Linked DNA regions of Mus musculus: regions 1 and 3 are each linked to region 2. A link is a contact called in public HiChIP or PLAC-seq data. All regions are on one chromosome and are shown on one strand. The core of a region is the stretch at or near the end of the contact, and the rest is flanking DNA. Distances in the headings are between cores, read along the strand shown.

The links. HiChIP or PLAC-seq counts read pairs in DNA pulled down with a chosen protein or histone mark.
Region 1: a CTCF HiChIP or PLAC-seq map of CD8 T cells shows a contact between it and region 2, with 7 read pairs. The contact joins two enhancer-like sites. A contact is called at or near these places in 9 of 39 promoter capture datasets (the 3T3-L1 cell line, the C10 cell line, the HPC-7 cell line and 6 more), 2 of 15 datasets of contacts at CTCF or cohesin (CD8 T cells and large pre-B cells), 3 of 115 datasets of contacts at active chromatin or transcription factors (CD8 T cells, large pre-B cells and stem cell-derived neural progenitor cells) and 3 of 9 other capture datasets (adipose tissue, embryonic stem cells and liver).
Region 3: a contact with region 2 is called in a CTCF HiChIP or PLAC-seq map of CD8 T cells, with 17 read pairs. The contact joins two enhancer-like sites. A contact is called at or near these places in 1 of 39 promoter capture datasets (embryonic stem cells), 3 of 15 datasets of contacts at CTCF or cohesin (CD8 T cells, the G1E-ER4 cell line and thymocytes), 4 of 484 Hi-C or Micro-C datasets (the AML12 cell line, the G1E-ER4 cell line, erythroid progenitors and 1 more) and 9 of 115 datasets of contacts at active chromatin or transcription factors (CD8 T cells, the HPC-7 cell line, T-cell acute lymphoblastic leukemia and 6 more).

What each region holds. Positions count from the first base shown.
Region 1 is chr5:107,839,427-107,842,126 of GRCm38.p6, forward strand. Evi5 (ecotropic viral integration site 5) reads right to left here. Exons shown (of 20, transcript NM_001378824.1): 2 at 2,645-2,700. Among named protein-coding and RNA genes, the nearest start is that of Ube2d2b, 11 kb to the left of the region's middle. Within about 2 kb of position 1,390, at least 71 of the 459 cell types and tissues checked have an H3K27ac peak or open chromatin away from gene starts, as enhancers often do. A contact at or near this core is called in CD8 T cells, where this site is marked.
Region 2 is chr5:107,611,063-107,613,762 of GRCm38.p6, forward strand. The region is part of intron 6 of Rpap2 (RNA polymerase II associated protein 2); the gene reads left to right. Among named protein-coding and RNA genes, the nearest start is that of Rpap2, 15 kb to the left of the region's middle. Within about 2 kb of position 1,324, at least 15 of the 459 cell types and tissues checked have an H3K27ac peak or open chromatin away from gene starts, as enhancers often do. A contact at or near this core is called in CD8 T cells, where this site is marked.
Region 3 is chr5:107,758,001-107,760,700 of GRCm38.p6, forward strand. The region is part of intron 19 of Evi5 (ecotropic viral integration site 5); the gene reads right to left. Among named protein-coding and RNA genes, the nearest start is that of Gm42147, 18 kb to the left of the region's middle. RefSeq lists an enhancer at 1,060-1,509. Within about 2 kb of position 1,266, at least 64 of the 459 cell types and tissues checked have an H3K27ac peak or open chromatin away from gene starts, as enhancers often do. A contact at or near this core is called in CD8 T cells, where this site is marked.

The DNA of each region.
Region 1 (2,700 bases), core at 140-2,639, 230 kb after region 2:
TTAAAGAATTCTCAAAACAGTGGCTGGAGAGATGACTCAGCAGTTAAGAGCACCAACTACTCTTCCAGAGAAGCTGATTTTGGTTACCAGGATCTACACAATGGCTCTTAACTATCTCTAACTCAAGTTCCAGGGGATCCAATGCCTTCTTCTGGCCTCCATGGGCACCAGGCATGCATATATGATATGTATATATGCAGGCAAAACACCTATACCCACAAGATCAAATAAAAATAATTAAAAAAAAAAAGAATTCTCAGATACACTAAAGCAAACAACATAAATTTGTAAAATCAAAGATAATCCAGGCATAGTTGTACCTGCCTTCACTCTTAGCCCTGGTAAAGCAGCAGCAGGTGGATGTCTGAGTTCAAGGCCAGCCTGGTCTATACTGTGAGTTCCAAGTCAGCCAAAGCTATCTATTGAAACCCTGCCTCTAAAAAGCAACAGCAAAAGATATGTGCAGACAACAAGCAAACATGTAATAAGAATACATGAACATCAGTAGAAAAACAAATGAGTCCACATGCACTACTGGGGCTAGAGAGATGGCTCAGAAGTTAACAGCACTCGCTGTTCTTACAGAGGACCCAGGTTCCCAGCACCCACGTGACAACTCATAACCACCTGTAAGTCCAGCTCTAGGGAATCCAGCACCCTCTTCTGACTTCTGCAGCTACTAGGCACCCATGATGGTCAGACATGTATGCCTGCAAACACTCATATACTTAAAAGTCAATAATTCTTGGGGACTGGATACATGGCTCAGTAAAGAGCACTAACTGCTCTTCCACAGGTCCTGAGTTCAATTCCCAGAAACCACATGGTGGCTCTGACTTCTTCTTCTGGAGTGTCTGAAGACAGCTACAGTGTACTTGCATATAATAAATAAATAAATTAATTAATTAAAAAGATTTATTTTTTTAAAAAGTAAATCATTCTTTTTTTTTTTTTTAATGCATTATTGCCAGACATGGTGGCACATGCCTGTAACCCCAGAACTTGGGAGATAGCAGCATCCTCCTCAGCTACACAGTGAGTTTCAGGTCAAACAAAAGATCCTATCTCAAAAGACCAAAAAATAAATAAATAAATAAAGTGAAAGTAAAGCAAAATAAAACCATGTAGTATCAATACCTACCAGAATGGCTAAAATTCAAAGCCATGATCATGGTCTAGGGCTGTAGCTCAGTTGGTAGAGTGCTTGCCTAGCACACAATGCTCTTGATTCAATCTCCAGCACCACATAAACTGTGTGTGGTGCACCGCCTGTAGCACCAGCACTCACCAGATAAAAGGCAGGAGAACAGGAAGTTCAAGATCTCCCTCAGCCTGGGCTACAGGAGACCCAAATGTTTGATCACAACTAAAGTGATGAAGGTAACCACATCTTGTCTTAACTCTACTTTGGTTTGCTTAGACACTTCTCAGCCTCTACCCCACAACAGTGACATCTGCATTGACAACACATTTGGAATTTCCATGACCCTAGCCATGAACATGAACACGAACTTTAATAATCAAAGAAGATATGTCAGGACCAATTGTCGGCCAGGTGGTAGTGGCGCACACCTTTGATCCCACTACTTAGGAGACAGAGGCAGCTGGATCTCTATGAGTTCAAAGTCTATAGCCTGGTCTATAGACTGAGTTCCAGGACAGGCAGAAACAGCAGACAGTTTCTACAGAGAAAAACTCTGTCTCAAGAAAACCAAACAATGCAGGGCAGTGGTGGTGCACTTTAATGCCAGCACTCGGGAGGCAGAGGCAGGCAGATTTCTGAGTTTGAGGCCAGCCTGGTCTACAGAGTGAGTTCCAGGACAGCCAGGGCTATACAGAGAAACCCTGTCTCAAAAAAAAAAAAAAAAAAAAAAAAAACAAACAAACAAACAAAAAAAACAAAAGCAAAAACAAAAAAAAAAAAACTTATCCTTTACCCTTAGAGCTATAGCACTGTACCGTGACCAGGCACAAAGAGCTGCTGTTCCCTACTTTCTGTTGAAGATGATGGTCCAGAGACTCCTGGAACTCACTATATAGACCAAGCTGGCCTCAAGCTCAGAGTTTGGCTCTGCCTTGTTGAGTGCTCAGATCGTAGGACTGCACCAACACTCATCTCTAATGAGTTCAAAGAAAACAGAACCAGGATTCCTAACTAAGGAAATAATTCCTGTCTTGCTCTTATGGGAATGGGACACTTTGGCTTCTATAGGATTTCTCACTCTAAAATAAAATCAGATACCTAGACTTGACTGAATTATTTTATATTTTAACCAAAGGAAACTACTTAGAAAGTTTACAATAAGAAGGGGGACTGAGAACACAGGTCAGTAAGGGAGCGCCCGCCTAGCATGCACGGCCTCGGGGTTCACTCCTCAGCTCTAAAACACTTTTAAAAATTAGTTTTGCCCTAATAATTCATAAAATTCATGAAGGATTTAGAGTCAAAAATGCTAAGAAAGGAATGGGGAGTGCTATTAGCTAAAGCATATCTTAGTCTTAAACAAATGTCCTCAGGCAATGCATGAAGCTGTATGTTACATAATTCTGATAAACAACACCCCAGAAACAAGGAAACAAGCATTCTTAGGCGGACGTTTGGTTTGTATGATAATCAAGAGAAATGTCCAGCAATTGCACTCACCTGTTTTGTTCCTCCAGCTTAGCCAGGAGTTCTAAGTCGTCTGGACTCAACTTTGA
Region 2 (2,700 bases), core at 74-2,573:
TGGGTTTTTTTTTTTGTTTTGTTTTTTGGTTTTTTTTAGCAGACCCTGATCTGCATTGTTCTTCATGATGAATTGAAAGAGAATCACAAAAGCTTAAAGGATCCATAGAGTCAGTCTACTCCCTTTGTTAAGCAACCTTTCAAAAATTGAGCATATTTTATAAGCTAATGATGGCTTCTGAGTGAGGTCAGAATTCTTCTCATTGTAGTCAGCGTGATTAATGGAAATTGTGAAGGCTCAGTCTACAAATACATTTTCTTGTTGATATCATGTAACCAGAGCCTCTGCTCTTGCTGGTTTTAGGACATCTTTGGATGAGACAGTGCTGCCTTTAATCTGTAGTGTGGCTGTGCTGTTACCCAGTAAGTCCACTAGAGGGCACTGGTGTCACTGAACCGGTTTTCTAATGCATTTCAGAATAGCAGTCCTTAGTGTTTATTGTAGAGATTTTTATTTTAAGTCAAAAACATAAATTGCATGACAGTGATTTAATAGTCAATTTAAAATAAAAATTTTAAATCCATTTCAAGTAAAAATACATTATTGCAATGAATTATAAACTTTTAAATTAATACATCTTATAATCTGACATATACATATAACTTTAAAAACAGTCATTAAATGTCTATTTTCTGCCATTTTTGTGTCATACTGATCACGTGTCTTGTTGTCACCCGCTGTTTGAAGAGCAGTTTTATTTACTCCAGCTCAGGGTTTCAGTAATGCTATTAGAAAACCATTTCTTAGCCCCAGACTATGGTTCCTCATTTGTAAAAGTAGAAGTTTGCATTTGTTTTAGTCACATTCTGTTTAATGATCAGCATGAGCCTGGATAGACTTGAGCTGTCTTGTTATAAGCAAGAATCAAATTCTTAATTGTGATTTAAGAATTAAAATTAACTAGAATGCTTTTGTTTATAAAGATGAAGGTTGATGGAGGACTGGGTCAAAGTTCTAAATGAGAAGAAAAGCCAGGGGTATTTTTAAATGTGTTTTAACCCTGACACATCATGGTCTTATATACTAATAGGAAACAGAATATTAAATTTGACCCAATTTGATCTCAAATAGATTATTGTGAATATGAGGATACATTTATTAGATTTTAAAATCCCCAAGTTTACTATTTCTCTTCCTGATATATTAGAGTTGGGAAGAGTCATAATTATAGGGAAAAAAGTATCTAAAATTAAAATGCACTCTTAAGTACTGGGGGATGGTGCTTACAAAAATGTCTCCTGATAGTCTGCCAGAGGCAAAACCCCGAGTTAAAGCTGTGTGGTTCATAATGTGTGATGTGTCTCACACTGGGACTTAGAAACTGCTCACGAGGCTGGTGGCCACAAACAGACCACATACAGTTCTGGTGCCGAAATACTGTGCTTTGTAGATAGTCTGTGGTTGCATTATAAATCCTGTATGGTTTTGTAAATGTAGAGTCTGACAGACCTGGGAAGACAAAAGTTTCTAGAATTATGTGCTAAATCTAAATAAGGAAGGACACACGTTGAAAAGCAAATTTTGTTTTTAAAAAATCAATGCTGACAGAGCTAAAAGCATCATGTGGCCTAGAGTTGGGGATTTTTCAGTAGCAGTTGTAAGCAGTAAACATGCACAATCTCAGGGTGGAAGCCAAAGCGTCCGAGGAACAGGTTTTATAACCTCCTCCTCCTCCTCCTGAGCATACACCCCTGCTGTCGGAGCAGAGGAAAAAGAGTTCAGTGTGTTCAAATACACTTGAGTCTTACCGCAAGGAGCACTGTTGTGTTGATGCAAGTGATACACAAATATACAAACATATCTACATGAGGTTTGGGGCATAGATTAGTTCTGTTTTAGATTCACTTTGCTAAAATTTAAGTTAAGCTTCTAGAGCCAGGTACGATTGGCAGCATTGAGAAGGCAGGAGGATAAGGAATTGAAAGGTCATTCTCCAGTACATTGTGAGTTCAAAGCTAAATCATGCCTCTAATTCCAAAATATAAATACAATTACATTAATCAACTAACTTTCACTTTAGTGCAAATATGAGAATGCCTTTATGAACCACCATTTTGAAAGCATTCTTTAAGTAGGACAGTTGCTGGTTTGTGTTTTCTAACTGTGCTTTCAGAATTATCACCAGAGCAACATAAACTTGGAAGAAGATACTCAGCATAGAGAGAAATAGCCATCTTAACACAAAAGATAACTTTAGCTTTATCCAAGAAAGAATTGAAGGATGATGTATTCTGTCTTGTTCTCTGCAAGACTGCACATAACAATGTCAGTTGTAGTGTAGGTACCATTCCTCATTTCACAGGTTAGGGACCAACAAAGGTGTTAGTCACTCAGGGTATCAGCTGGTGTCAAGGTTGAGAAGGACAGTAAGATTTGTAAAGTACGTTCAGAGCCTGCAAGCAGAACATACCAAAAGTGATGTCCTTGGGGTTTGGTTTCTGATTTTTTTGTTTTTGTTTTTGAGGGGGTTGTGGTTGTTGTTGTATTTGTTTTTCTCACACCAGAGGCAACATGAGATGGAAAGAGCTCAGAATGTGAAATGAGGCCTAAGAGCCAAGAGGAACCAGGAGCCAGACCAGGCACTTTCTCCTTTAAGGTGTGCATGTATCACAGCACTTAGGACATGGAAGAAACTAGTACCTGTCTAACACACAGTTGCTCATCACTCCTGCCATCAGAAACAATCAGACACAGCAGTGT
Region 3 (2,700 bases), core at 16-2,515, 150 kb after region 2:
CTCCACTTATCAGCTGACAGATATCTGGACTGGTTTTATTTTCTGGGTACTGCAAAAAATTGTTATAAATATTCATGCACATGTCTCAGTGTAGACATTTCATTTTTCTTGGGTATAAAGACAAAAGTGGAACTTCCAGGCAAGATGGTAAGTATGGTTAGCAATTTGAGAAAATGAAGCATTATCTTCCAGTATTTGTATCATTTTCTCTTCCCACTTACCATGTACAGAGTTCAGATTTCTCCACATCTTTGTCAATTTTAATTATATCCTTATATGTTCCTGGTTAGTATAAAACAGAAACTTACTGTAGTTTTGATTTGCATTTCTTTGATGGTTAATGATGCTGAACTTTTTTTTCTTGTGGTTATTGGCCATTTGTAGATTATTTTAGCAAATACTCTACTGAAGTATTTTTTTTTAGGGGAAGGGAGTCGAGACAGAGTTTCTCTGTGTAGCTCTAGCTATTCTAGAACTCACTATGTTGACCAGTTGGCCTCACACTCAAAGAGCTCCATCTGCCTCTGACTCCTGAGCTAGCGCTGGGTTAAAGTGTGAACCACCACCGCCCAACTGATATCCTTCACTTGCTTATAATAAATGAATTATTCATCTTTTTATACTGAAACTGAAAGCTTTTGTGTGTGTGTATGTATGTGTGTGTGTGTGTATATATATATATATATATTTTTTTTTTTTTTTTTTTTTTTTGGGTTGGTTAGTTGGTTTTTTGAGACAGGGTTTCTCTGAGTAGCCCTGGCTGTCCTGGAACTCACTCTGTAGACCAGGCTGGCCTCAAACTTGTGTATGATTCAAAAAGAGATACTGACAGGCTAAAAATAAGTAATTGTGTACTTGGAAAAAAATTTCTAACTGATAAAAAAATCCCTAACCCATTATATAATCCTTCTACAAGCAGTTTTTTCTACAATAAAAAATAAATGATTGGGATGTAAAGTAAATAAACAAGTTAATGCATGAATGAAAAAAAATCATTCGAAAAGAAAAATAAGTGATGGCTACCTCCTTCAGCTTCACTTGAAACAGAAAAACATGCTACACTAGAACCGAGTGCTGGAGGCTGAGGAGCTGAGGGTGAAGGAGGCCCATGAATGACTTGCAGTGCTCATTTATTTTCAGGCGCTGCAGCTCCTGATAACATAACTTTAAAACTCGTAGCACCCCTCCCCCTGGCCAGGGAGCACAGACCCCTGGCTAGGTCAGCATCCTACTCCTCTTTGTCTTGAGACGTGCAGGCTGCTCAGTGAAGATTGGGTACTTGCAAACCACATGACCTCATGAATGCTATCTTATCACCTCACAGGTTCCTCACACTGACCACAACTTAAATCAGACAGGCAGCAGAACAGCAGAGTCTGTGACACGTACACTGGTAGACATTTCCAGCTGTTCTGTTTGTGGGGAGAGAAAATCTGATTATCTCGTGTCCAACTGCATCTGTGAGATACTGTTTATGAAAAGCACATGATTCACTGCCTTAAAAACCTCTAGTCATAGTTAAAAACTTTGCGCTTTAGTAAATCTGAGAGCCAGTAGTTCATTTTTAACCAAAGCTCCTTTAACTGATACTCAGCAAATGTTCCTATTTTTTGGGGAACAAAAAAAAGCTAGCACTGTATTATTTATTTTTTAAAAGTAACATAAAAATTAAGTTGCTTGCTAGGTGTGGAGGTGCATGCCTTTAATCCTAGTACTGGAGGAGCAAAGGCCTGCAGGTCTCCCTAGTTCAAGGCCAGCCTGGTCTAACACATTTGATCTAAAGGAAAAACAAGGAGCCATGCCATCCTGGCCTGGTCTCAGGGCCTCACTCTGATCTCTGACTGCTTCCGTAGTCCTCCTGGTCTCTGCTGTGAGCACTTGCCCTAGCAATCCTCTCGCATACATGCCTCTCTACCTGAAACATGCCATGCTGTCCTTCCCCTGGCTGTTTTCTACTCCTCCTCTCGTATACAGCACAGGCAGTCGCAGAGTGGAGGGGTGTGTATGGGGTGTGGGGTACCACACGCGCAAAGAGGCCAGAAGAGGACATCAGTGTTGCTTTATCACCTCTACCTTAGTCCTTTGAGAGAAGATCTGGCTCTGAACCTGGAGGTTGGCTGGAGGCCAACACGCAACAGAAACACACCTGTCTCTACCCTCAGAGTACATAACCACACCTGTTTTGTTTTGTTTTTCTATAACATGGATGTTGGGTTCCAAAATCAGGTCCTAATGTTCGCTAACTGGATGAATATATAAAATGAGCTGGCATTTTAAGGTCTCAGGATCAGTGTCAAAGACAAACCTAAAACACAAGATGAGTTCTCTAATCATCTCTAGAACAATGGAGAAAAAAGCCATGCACAGCTTGGAACAAAAACTAAACTAAAACAAACCCCCTCCTCACATAGATAGATAGATAGATAGATAGATAGATAGATAGATAGATAGATCGATCGATCGATCGATCGATCGATCCTGAACTGCTGTTAAAAAACAAATAAATCAAATAATTCATGAGAACCAAATATCTTCCTTCTCTCTGCTTTAACGATATGTCTGGAAAAACTGGCATAATAGTCAAAGGGAAAAAGCAGAAGTGAGGCAAAGAATAGGAATAACCAGCTTTTAAATATAAGACATTATTAAACCATGAGTTTTCACCTGAGGAAAAAATTACATTTGGTACAATATAATTGT